2 separate regions of the Mus musculus genome follow, and region 2 is linked to region 1. Evidence: chromatin contacts called from public promoter capture Hi-C data. All regions are on one chromosome and are shown on one strand. Each heading gives the region's core, a stretch centred on a gene start, on an enhancer-like site or on the middle of the called end of the contact. The rest is flanking DNA. Distances are from core to core; before and after follow the strand shown.

The links. Capture Hi-C pulls out chosen DNA fragments and counts their contacts.
Region 2: a contact with region 1 is called in a promoter capture Hi-C map of liver, with 2.8 times the contacts expected there. The contact joins two enhancer-like sites. A contact is called at or near these places in 1 of 39 promoter capture datasets (pre-B cells) and 1 of 9 other capture datasets (liver).

The regions. Positions count from the first base shown.
Region 1 is chr10:67,104,824-67,109,873 of GRCm38.p6, forward strand. It overlaps a transcript of Jmjd1c not described here. Among named protein-coding and RNA genes, the nearest start is that of Reep3, 10 kb to the left of the region's middle. Within about 2 kb of position 3,143, at least 51 of the 459 cell types and tissues checked have an H3K27ac peak or open chromatin away from gene starts, as enhancers often do. A contact at or near this core is called in liver, where this site is marked.
Region 2 is chr10:69,338,752-69,344,042 of GRCm38.p6, forward strand. Cdk1 (cyclin-dependent kinase 1) reads right to left here. Exons shown (of 8, transcript NM_007659.4): 5 at 3,789-3,959; 6 at 1,964-2,127; 7 at 1,730-1,871. Among named protein-coding and RNA genes, the nearest start is that of Cdk1, 12 kb to the right of the region's middle. Within about 2 kb of position 3,795, at least 18 of the 459 cell types and tissues checked have an H3K27ac peak or open chromatin away from gene starts, as enhancers often do. A contact at or near this core is called in liver, where this site is marked.

The DNA.
Region 1 (5,050 bases), core at 1,893-4,392:
GTCTCCACTTCTTGGGAGGAGGGGAAGAGGTAGGCCAGGGTCATAGTATTCTTTAAAGTCAGGTCCATCCTTGGCCTCCCCTCCCCCAACTCCCCAAGTTTTAACCTCCTGCCCCTAGTACCATCAGCTGGAGACCAAGCTCTAACACCTGAGCCTGCCTGGCAAGAACATTCCAGATTCAAACATAACGCCATTCATTCCAGCAGATGTTAAGCTTCTTGATGGCAGGATGTGCCTTACACACCCCAGTTTGCCTTGTTTCCTGGTCGTCCCAGTAATCTCGAGACCACTTCACTTTCTGCAGATGAAAGTCAAAACCTCTGTCACTTGTGTAACAGTCATTTGGGGTTCCAGGAAGCTTATTTCAGAGGTCTACAGAAAGGAAATAACAAAATCAGAAAGTCCAGGCGAAATGGAGAACATCGGTTATGCTTTGAAAGATTAAGGGCTGGAAGGCTGGGTTTAGGACCAGGTCTAGCACAGGCCAAAAGTATATCCGCATACATTAAAGGCCATACTTTAGATTGTTTGCCTTAAGGGGATTATTTATAAATTACTAAGAGAACTCAACACGGAAACGCATGAGAACTCTTGGTAGGTGTACACGGTCATAGAGATGTGTAACAGTCCATCGCACATAACCCAGGCAGCCTTGGCAACAGAGAGACCATGGAATTTGGGAGGCACATACTCTCAACTATAGAAAAAGGAAGGAGCATATGGGCAGCTAGTGACGACTGCCAGGGTAGTATGCCACATATACTGATTTGAGGAAATTAAAAAGGAAGGGAGAAACTGTTCTTTTTGAAGGAACAAACCTCAGCTGCTCCAAAAAGGTGAGCCTGGGTCTCCTACGGGGGAAAATAGAACAGGTAAAAAGAGCTGTAGTGTGCGGGGCCGGGGGGGGGGGGGGGCCAGACACAGAAGGGCTAGCAGCAGTCGGTTCTACAGCAGGCACTAGCCAGGAGTCTGCTAGTCCAGTTGGCACTGTCAGATTGCACAGGTCACAGGCTGGATGTTTACCAGCACAGGTCGCAGGCTGGGTGTGTAGACGTCCCCTTCACCCTGTCTGTCAGGTTGTGAGACCCATTCAGCTACTTGCGTCTCTTCTCCGTGCCCTTTTCTTTTTCACTACTCTCTCCCCGCCCCAGCTGACTTGTGTTGCGTCAGCCCCTGCCAGGTTCTTCCCGTGCTCAGTAGATACCCCTGGCAGCTCAGAATCTCAGTGTTATCAGTTGCTTGCAAAGAGAAAAAGGCCAGCCGGGCAGTGGTGGGGCACGCCTTTAATCCCAGCACTTGGGAGTCAGAGGCAGGTGGATTTCTGAGTTCAAGACCAGCGTGGTCTACAGAGTGAGTTCCAGGACAGCCAGGGCTACACAGAGAAACCCTATCTCTAAAAACAAAAAAAAAACAAAAACACCCCCCCCCAAACCCAAAAAACCTAAAGGATAGAAAAAGGCCTAAGGTAAAGTATGGGAAAGGGCACCATGCCCTTCTGTGCCAGCTGAGTCTATTATTTAGAGACTCCCCAGTGCTGTCCGCTCTTAAGACGTCCTTGCATTGTAATGTTTGAAGTGTGGACAGCCATGTCAAGATGCATAAAGATAGAGGTAGTTCCCTGGCTGTAGTCTGGGAGAAGACCCTGCTCCAGAGACTGTCTGCTTTAACTTTCTTGGCTGTCTGTCAGTATTTCTTTTTAGCCGGTATGGGTAGGGCCTCTGTATCGAGGAGATGCTACAACCCACTGTCAGCAGGGGGTGGGCACAGGGGGGAGCGGTGTGAGCAGCTTAAGGCAGAAAGGGTGGGAAAGATTAGAGTCTCTGTGGCCCTGCCTTGGGGGCCAGAAACCATGGATGGAAAAAAGGAAATTGTGTATCGTGATGTGACCTCATTTCTCTTGCTCTCTGTCATTAATTCTACGTTTCTTAATCAGCTGGTCTTCTCGTCCACAGCCTCCTGGTTGCCTGGCACAGCAAGCAGAGTGGGCTTTCCGGTACATACGTGAGAGGGTCCTGCCGCTTACCCTCTTCCATGACCTGTGGCTTCCCCAGGCTCTGGTTAGATTCTATCTTGGCTCACAGAACCCCGTGTGCACTGATCTCCTTGTGTTTCCAAAATTGATGGGTTACTATCTCTCTGCCCTCTTCCTGATCCTGTGAACCTAGCATTGTACTTCCTTCCCTGGGGCCTTCGCTGTTCCCTGTTTCAAGACGAGCACCTGGCAAGTTCAGCTGGAGACTCTGACTAAACACTGCTCCTCAGACTGTCTTCTTAGTGTGGTCCAGATTCCAAGGCATCTCTGTCACCAATTACCCAATCTCACCTAGCCTCGAATGGATTACCTTACTCCATTGTAAGCTTCTGTTCTTATTGTCTCCTCTTCCTCCAATTATGCTGTAGGTTGTTACTTCAGGAATGTTGTCTGTCCTGTTTCACTGTTTTGGTCTCAGTGCCTGTACACACCCAGCCTTAGGATTTTGAATGGCTATTTATACCAGAGAAGGCGCAGAAGCAGGCTGTTCATGATCCCATGGCGTTTGCCCTCAGGGCACAATTTATCAAATCAAGCAAAAAGTGCTGAATAGAACCCAAATCAGCGGTCATGGACCAACCAGTCTAATGTCTTGGCAGAGTGTGGCTTTTAGCAGTTCAAGTGGGACTTACTGAGGAGGCAGGCTGGGGGAACAGGACATAGAGCACCGATACCTCTTGAATCCATTTCAGAATGATCTGGATTTCAGAGAAGGCTCTGCTGGAGACCAGGTAGTTCCAGGAGCTGCTGAGAAGATTGCCTGCTTGTCAGAGAGCAGGTTGGTTAACAGCCAGAAGAATTAGAGTCAAGGTGGGAGCCAACCGAACACTCAGGGTTTGCAACAAAGAACAAACAAACATGGGTCACCTTGTGCTGTCTTCATGCAGCTCGCCTGCAGCCGGGGTGTGGGATGAGGAGGGTGGCAGAGGGATTGGACAGGGCTTAGGGTGGGTGAAGAAGACTTTGGTGTGGAGCAGTGCTGTGCTGACAAATCTCTGCAGATCACCTAGCTCATCTGTCCGCTGTCTCCCAGGCTTCACAGAAAGGGTCTCCTGATTGCTCTCCTGCTCCCAGCCCTGCAGTACAACCGTGCCTTTTGTCAAAGACCTTTAATCATTAATGATTTCCCTTTTTTTTTTTTTTAAAGTAAAGATTGCAGTGAGAGTACAGTTTGCTGTCTATACCGAATTGACCTAAGTTGAACTAAAAGCCCCAAGCCGGAACAGAACCTTGTTCTAGTTACTGCCCTAAGACAGCTAAGTGGCTATTATCTCCTGTAGATTTCTGAAGGATTAACGGTGGGTGTGAGCTCTTGGAACCTGGCTGCCCAAGGCCCATTCATTTCCCAGGCCCTCTGTCCTCAGGGCGCCATCCTCCAGGAGCTGGGTTTGTTTGCTGGGCTCTTCAGACCCAGTACCATTTGCAAAGTGCATGTGATGGCGCTACTTCACGGTGAGTGATTTGAGCTCTCTCTAGATAATAATGCCTTTTAGCTCTTGGCATATTGCCCGATGCATGGTCCGTAAGAAGCAATGGTTGTCTCGTTCTCTGAATGATCTCGCAGAATTTGGACCTGAACCCCAATTTAAATTTTTATTTTACTTAACGCAGTGCATGGGATCAAACTCAGGGCCTTGCACATGCTAGTCAAGGGCTCAATGGAGGTACGAGAGAAAGAGGGGGTGAGAGGAGAAGGGGAAGAAACCCCCTTTCTCCGGAGTTTGAAGTCTCTGCAGCTGAGAATTCCAGCTCACTGATCAGCATTTGCTATGGAGGTTGTTGTACAGACTTTCTTTTATATAAAGACTTTTCAAATAAGGATGTTAAGATAGCCATGAGCTGTGCTTCAGGCCAAAGCCTTTATGACCCACTCTCCTTTCTCAGCTGTAAACCTACAGTCTTCTAGGAATTAAAAACTCTCTGTTTACAGTAAGGGCACCTTGTGCTGCACTTGTGACCCGGCTCGTGACCTGGGCTTGTGCTATCTGCCTATATTCCTACCACAGCCCCTCCAGCACCATCTCAGAATCTCATTGGCCGGAAATGGTGAAATGTTTCCTGACAGCACTTCAAGATGTCACCAAATCCTATAGACGGCCACTGCTACGACATCTAAATGTGACTTGCTTGATTCTCAGAGGGAAGACACTCATATCCACCCCAGGCTTGTCACTTAGCTTTCTTCCATGCTCCTCTCTATTAACTTTATACGTAAATTGGCATTAATTCTCCTTTTGAAAAACATCTGCCTCGCTTGGTTTCATTCTGAAATTCTTTCCTGCGGTAAAGTCAGGAATCCCATCCTCACTTGAGTAGAAGTCTTTGAAAACAGCTCCCTAGGCCACTGTGATGGTAGCTCTTGGTAGCCTGTGATAGCTCGTGGTAGCCTATGGTATTGTGAGGCTTCATCTCCAGCCACTGCCAGTACCATTGAGCTGCACACGCAGCCCAGACTTTGATGTTTTTACTTCCAAAATTTGTGTCTGTTTCCGTGAATGCCAAAAAACAAACAGCAAAGAAAGAAAGAAAGAAAGAAAGAAAGAAAGAAAGGAAGAAAGGAAGAAAGAAAGAAAGTTTAGCAAAGACTGTTTTACAGTGGCGGTGGCGGGTGGAGGGGGAGCTGAGGACTGGAAGGTTGTGAACACTTATATCCTATGTTAAGTAAAAGACACCGCTGTGCTTTCCCTGCGCATAGGGCGATGGCAATAGGCCTCCTTCAGTACTCAGTGCATTACTGCTCTGCAGTAAGGAGCTGCTGGGGTTTTGGGGGTACCTGACATGGGTATATGGACTTTTTACTAACTTTATTTCATTTTTTTTTTTCTATTTGATTTCTGTGCATGTGTATGTATATCAGAGGACGACTCAGAAGCCCTCCTCTTCCCACCATTTGCATTCCGGGTTCAAACTCAGGTTGTCAGACTTGACAGTCAGGTTGTCAGCTAAAGACCTTTACCCTGTAAGCCATCTCGCTGGACTTGGGCTGGTGAGGTGAGGTCAGTGTTGGCTGTCCAAGTG
Region 2 (5,291 bases), core at 2,545-5,044, 2.2 Mb after region 1:
GCTAATTATATCTACCCTAGAAATTAAATGTCCATCTGTTATTCACAACTGAAAAAGTAGCAATCAGTTATAGTGTTTCATGATAGTGTCCACACAACCCCTTCGTCAAGCCAACAAAGGAAAAACCCCATAGCATTTTTATAAACACAGTTATAATAGATGGACTAATTATTGTAAACTAATTTAAATACTCCAGATCTTAAATCTGATCATGCATATTATCTTCAGAGAAAATAGATTAAGGAGGTGGAGAGATGGCTCAGCAATTAAGAGCGATGACTACTCTTCCAGAAGTCCTGAGTTCAACTCCCAGCAACCACATGGTGGCTCACAACCATCTGTAATGGGATCCGATGCCCTCTTCTACTGTGTCTGAGGACAGCAACAGTGTATTTGCATATGTAAAATAAATAAGTAAATTTTTAAAAAGGCAAACAAATAAATATGAAGGCCTTGAGGATATGTCTGTCAGTCCGCACAGACATATGAGAAAGATGTGCCACACTGTTTGGCTTAAGACACCAAGTCTTTCAAGGACAGCAAGAAACTTGCCCGAATCCATCAATGTGGGAGAAAATAAACTGAAGCCAAGTCTCATCAATAATCCAGTGGTCTCCAACTGGGGCAGTTTGCTTCTGGGGTCCTGCGATAGACACAGGCCCTGCTAACTCAGCAGTCTGCCGCTGGAGTGGGGGACAGGGCAGTGATAGCCACAGTGCTCAGCAGGCAGCAGGGCCACGGCAAGCTTAGCTATTGCAGGGTGTTGGCTCAACAGAGGAAATTGGTGCCCAGAACTGATGTCTGTTAAGTGAAGTCCTTTGTTTAAAGACTGAGAAGTAGGGCTGCGCCTCAACAGTCAATGACCAACCTTCCTACACCACCTCAAGAAAGCTCTGCCTTCTGTCCATAGCCCCCAGCAACACACACACACACACACACACACACACACACACACACACACACACAGAGCTAATAACTTTAGATAATACCAGCAGATTGGACCCAGGCTACGGGAAGGCTTCTAAGTTAGCCAATACCAATATGTAACAAACTATGTGACAGCTGTAGGGGTCTGGACAAATCTGAGCCCCATTTGGTGGCATCGTTTATAGATTGCAAGGGAGCGGAAAGACCAACTGAATCGTCTACTTGATTCCTTCTACAAACTCAGATTTTAAACCCTGCTCTACCTACAGCAAATTTCCTAAAGGAGACCTTTATTAATCCTGAACAGTAATTTTGTTCTTTGCATTGCTAATATTGTGCACCAAGACAACTGAAGAAAATCAGAATTAATTAGTCTTTGCTAGCTTTTCTGAGGAAACAAGGCCAGACCTGAGCAATGGAGTTATGCTGTCAAAAGCCTGAACAGCTCAGTATCCTAAGCAGTCAACAGTGTAAACCGATGAACTGAGGGCTCAGTAGCAAACAGAGAGGAGTGAGTCATTGTAACTCATCAACATACTCTCAAGCAAGAAGGTGTGTGAGTCCAGCCTCTCCTACCGGATGAGAAGTAAATGACAAAGTCCAACACCAGAGGCTCCTCAGACCACCAGGCACTTCACACCTCAAAGGCAGCTCGCTGTCACTACAGGATTACCGGGCATCCGACTCAGCTGCTGTGTCTTCGTGCTGACAAGTCCAGGACTGAGTACATCCAGTCACCCTTACCTGTCACTACTGACACCCAAGGGCACCACGCTCGAACCATAAAGAACAGCTCACTTACTGAGAGCAAATCCAAGCCGTTCTCGTCCAGGTTCTTGACGTGGGATGCGAGGCTCCCCGGCTTCCACTTGGGAAAGGTGTTCTTGTAGTCCTGCAGGGACTCGACTTCTGGCCACACTTCGTTGTTAGGAGTGCCCAGAGCTCTGAAAGGAAGCAAAAGTCCTATCACATACACGGTGCCTTTATTATTTTAACCATACAGGCTTTTAACAGCTTAGGTATAAAACACAATTACCTGAAGATCCTGAAGAGCTGGTCAATCTCTGAGTCGCCGTGGAAAAGCGGCTTCTTGGTGGCCAGTTCTGCAAATATGGTCCCTATACTCCAGATGTCAACCGGAGTGGAGTAACGAGCCGAGCCCAGCAACACTTCTGGAGATCGGTACCACAGCGTCACTACCTGGCACAGGACAGACCACACACGGTTGTCTTTTAGGAAGCTGTGCAGGTGTCACCAAGAACTTCAGACAATTAGCTATATGCAAATTACTAAGTTGAACCTATTTTATTTCTGATTTCTGCTCATTAGTGGGTAAGTACCATAGACCTCTTGCTTTTCAGATCTCTAAAGTCAAAGGACCAAAGCAGCCATATCCTGGCTGGCATATACCTGGGTGGCATATACCTGGCTGGCATACAACTTTAATACCAGCACTCTGGAGGCAGAGTTTGAGGCCAGCCTGGTCTACAAAGTGAGTTCCAGGACAGCCAGAGCTACACAGAGAAACCCTGTCTCAAAAAAACCAAAAAAAAAGAAAAAAAAGAAAAATGAAAAGAAATCTAAGCCAAAGCGGTAGGAGGGGATTCAAATGATTAGTGATTTAGAACTACAGTTTATTTATCAAAATAGTGAATGACCTCAATGAACAATGCAATGAGGTCAGCAGCAGTTACAGCCATTAAAGACGAGTCATATCATAAACTGTGAAAAAATAAAAAAGAATAAACAAGACAGGACTGAGAAGGCTGCTCAGTGGGTGGCTAGCTTCCCTATCAGGCAAAACGAGCAGGACCAGGGCCCCAGCAGGGCACACATCTGTGTAATCTTAGCACCCAGAGAATGAGGCCAGTCAGGGCTACAGGAGACCCTGCCTCAAAATCCAAATGACACACAGGGGACCGACACTGTAGACTCCAGGCTCACACCTCCCAAGATGCCAATGTTCCTGTATTATACAAGCCAATGCCCTTTCAGAAATACCAGAGGAACCTAGTCTGGTGCTGTAGACCTACTACTGGGAAGGCCGCTGTAGGAGTCCCAGGTCCAAAGTCTATCTACGCCAGTGACCTCAGGGCCAACCAGGGCAAGTCAGTGAGACGTTCTCAAAACAAGGAGCAGAGTGTGTGAGTGTGTGTGTGTGGCCCATGGTTCAAGCCCCATTGCAGAGGAAAATAATAAAACAGACAACCACATGGGAATCCACTGACAAAGCCTGATGACAGGGCCAAGGGCACAGCTCAGTGACAGGACACCCAAGCAACAGGGGCCAAAGACTGGGGTTCAATCCCTAGTGCTCCCTCCCCCAGCTAGAGTAGGCTGGCTCCTAAATCTTTCACAATAATCTCCCTCACACAGCAAAACCTGCCTTTTAATTGATCTGAATGAGCACAGCAGGTCCAATCAGGAGGAAGCACAGCTCTGCGGAAGTTCAACACAGAGAAACGAGAACCCCTAAAACTACAATAAGCCCCTTCCTGGAGGTCCCCCCAGGCCATCAATCTCCCCTGACAAAGATGCCAAAGGGTCTGTCTTCCTTTTCACAGACCACACAAACAAGAGTGAAGTGGCAATAAAAAAGCAGTTAGCCAACACTACCAGAACAGAACTTTTTGTTTGGTTTTCTGAGACAAGGTTTCTCTGTGTAGCCCTGGGTGTTCCAGGACTTGCTCTATAGACTAGGCTGGCCTTAAACTCAAGAGATCTGCCTGCCTCTGTCCCCCCAAGTGCTGGTGTGTGCTGCCACTGCCTGGCAGCAGAAACATTTTTCAACCAAGTATTTCTACCTTGGCTTAAGGTAGACCAGAGGGAGGCAGCAACCGGACGCTCAGGGCTCTCCTTACCTCGTGTGTGTACACTCGTATCGGTATTCCAAACGCTCTGGCAAGGCCGAAATCAGCCAGTTTGATTGTTCCTTTGTCATCAATCAATAGATTTTGAGGTTTCAAGTCTCTGTGAAGAACTCGCCGGGAGTGGCAAAACACAATTCCCTGGAGGATTTGGTGTAAGTAACTCTAGAAAAGCAACAGCCAGACAGACACTCCGTCACTCCACAAGACTCCAAGGAGAAAGGAGTTCTGAGAAAATAAATCATGATGCAGAGAAAACAATGTAGCTACCACAAGACCCTTCAGGCCTCTTTAAACAGGTGAGTATCGAAGATGTATCTATGCCCACATGAGCATTTAAATTTTTGGTCCCTGTCTTTAAGTCACATGTTAGCTTTCTGTGCAGAAGTTTCCTCAGCACTCGTGTCAACTGTTTCTATCCTGAATAAAGCTGTGCTTTTCCATTTCTGTCACTTTACACGTGCATTTCCTCTTTTGAGACAACAGGAAAATATGTAAAACAGCTTAAACTGGGAATGTGTAAAAGTTTGTTCGTAACCTACTTCTCTAGTGTGTGCATGCCCACACATGTGCACTCTTCAATGTAGGTACCCGAGTGACAGGCAGATATTTCTCATTAAACCTGAAGTTCACCATTTTGATCAAAATGGATGGCCCTGGGACACAACAGAGCCATCCCACCCGCAGCCCCTGCCTCTGTCCTTCAGCCTCTGGGCTTATAGATGTCCACACCACCTCACCACCTCCATGTGGAGCCACACCACCACCTCACCACCTCCATGTGGAGCCTGGGAACCAGAGCTCAGCTCCTCGTGCTTGTGCCATAAGCACTTTCCCTCTGAAATGTCCCCAAGCCTTCCAATCCTAAAGCCAAAGGAATCTTTCCCTATCCATAACTTAAGAAAAGTTAGGAGATAGGAGAGAGCAGAAAAATATTGACATTATTCTAAAACATTTGATCTTATACATTATGGCTTTAACAAAACAACAAAAAAATCATTAAGAATACTCTGCTGGAGAGTTTTATGTCAACTTGACAGAAGCTAGAGTTATTGGAGAGGAAGCTTCAACTGAGAAAATGCCTCCTTAAGTACAGGTTGTAAGCAAGCTTGTAAGGCATTTTCTTAATTAGTAATCGCTGGGAGAGGGCCCAGCTCATCATGGGTGGTGCCATCCCTGGACTGGTGGCCCTGGGCTCTCCACAGCCTCTGAATCAGCTCCTGCCCCCAAGTTCCTGGCCAGGAGCTCCTGTCCTGACTTCCTGGGGTGATGAGCAGTTACATGCAAGTGTAAGCCAAACGGCCACTTTCCTCCTCAAGTTGCTTGCTGAGGCCATAGCCTTCATCTCAGCAATAGCCATACAGTGTGAGCACTGGCAGTGGTGGGCACCACTAGCAAGTCACCGTGTGTTAGTAATAATGACTTTTGAAACCACTGAAATACAGAAAGATGAGTGAATATGTACAGGTTATGCAAAAATGAGTAAACACAATAGTA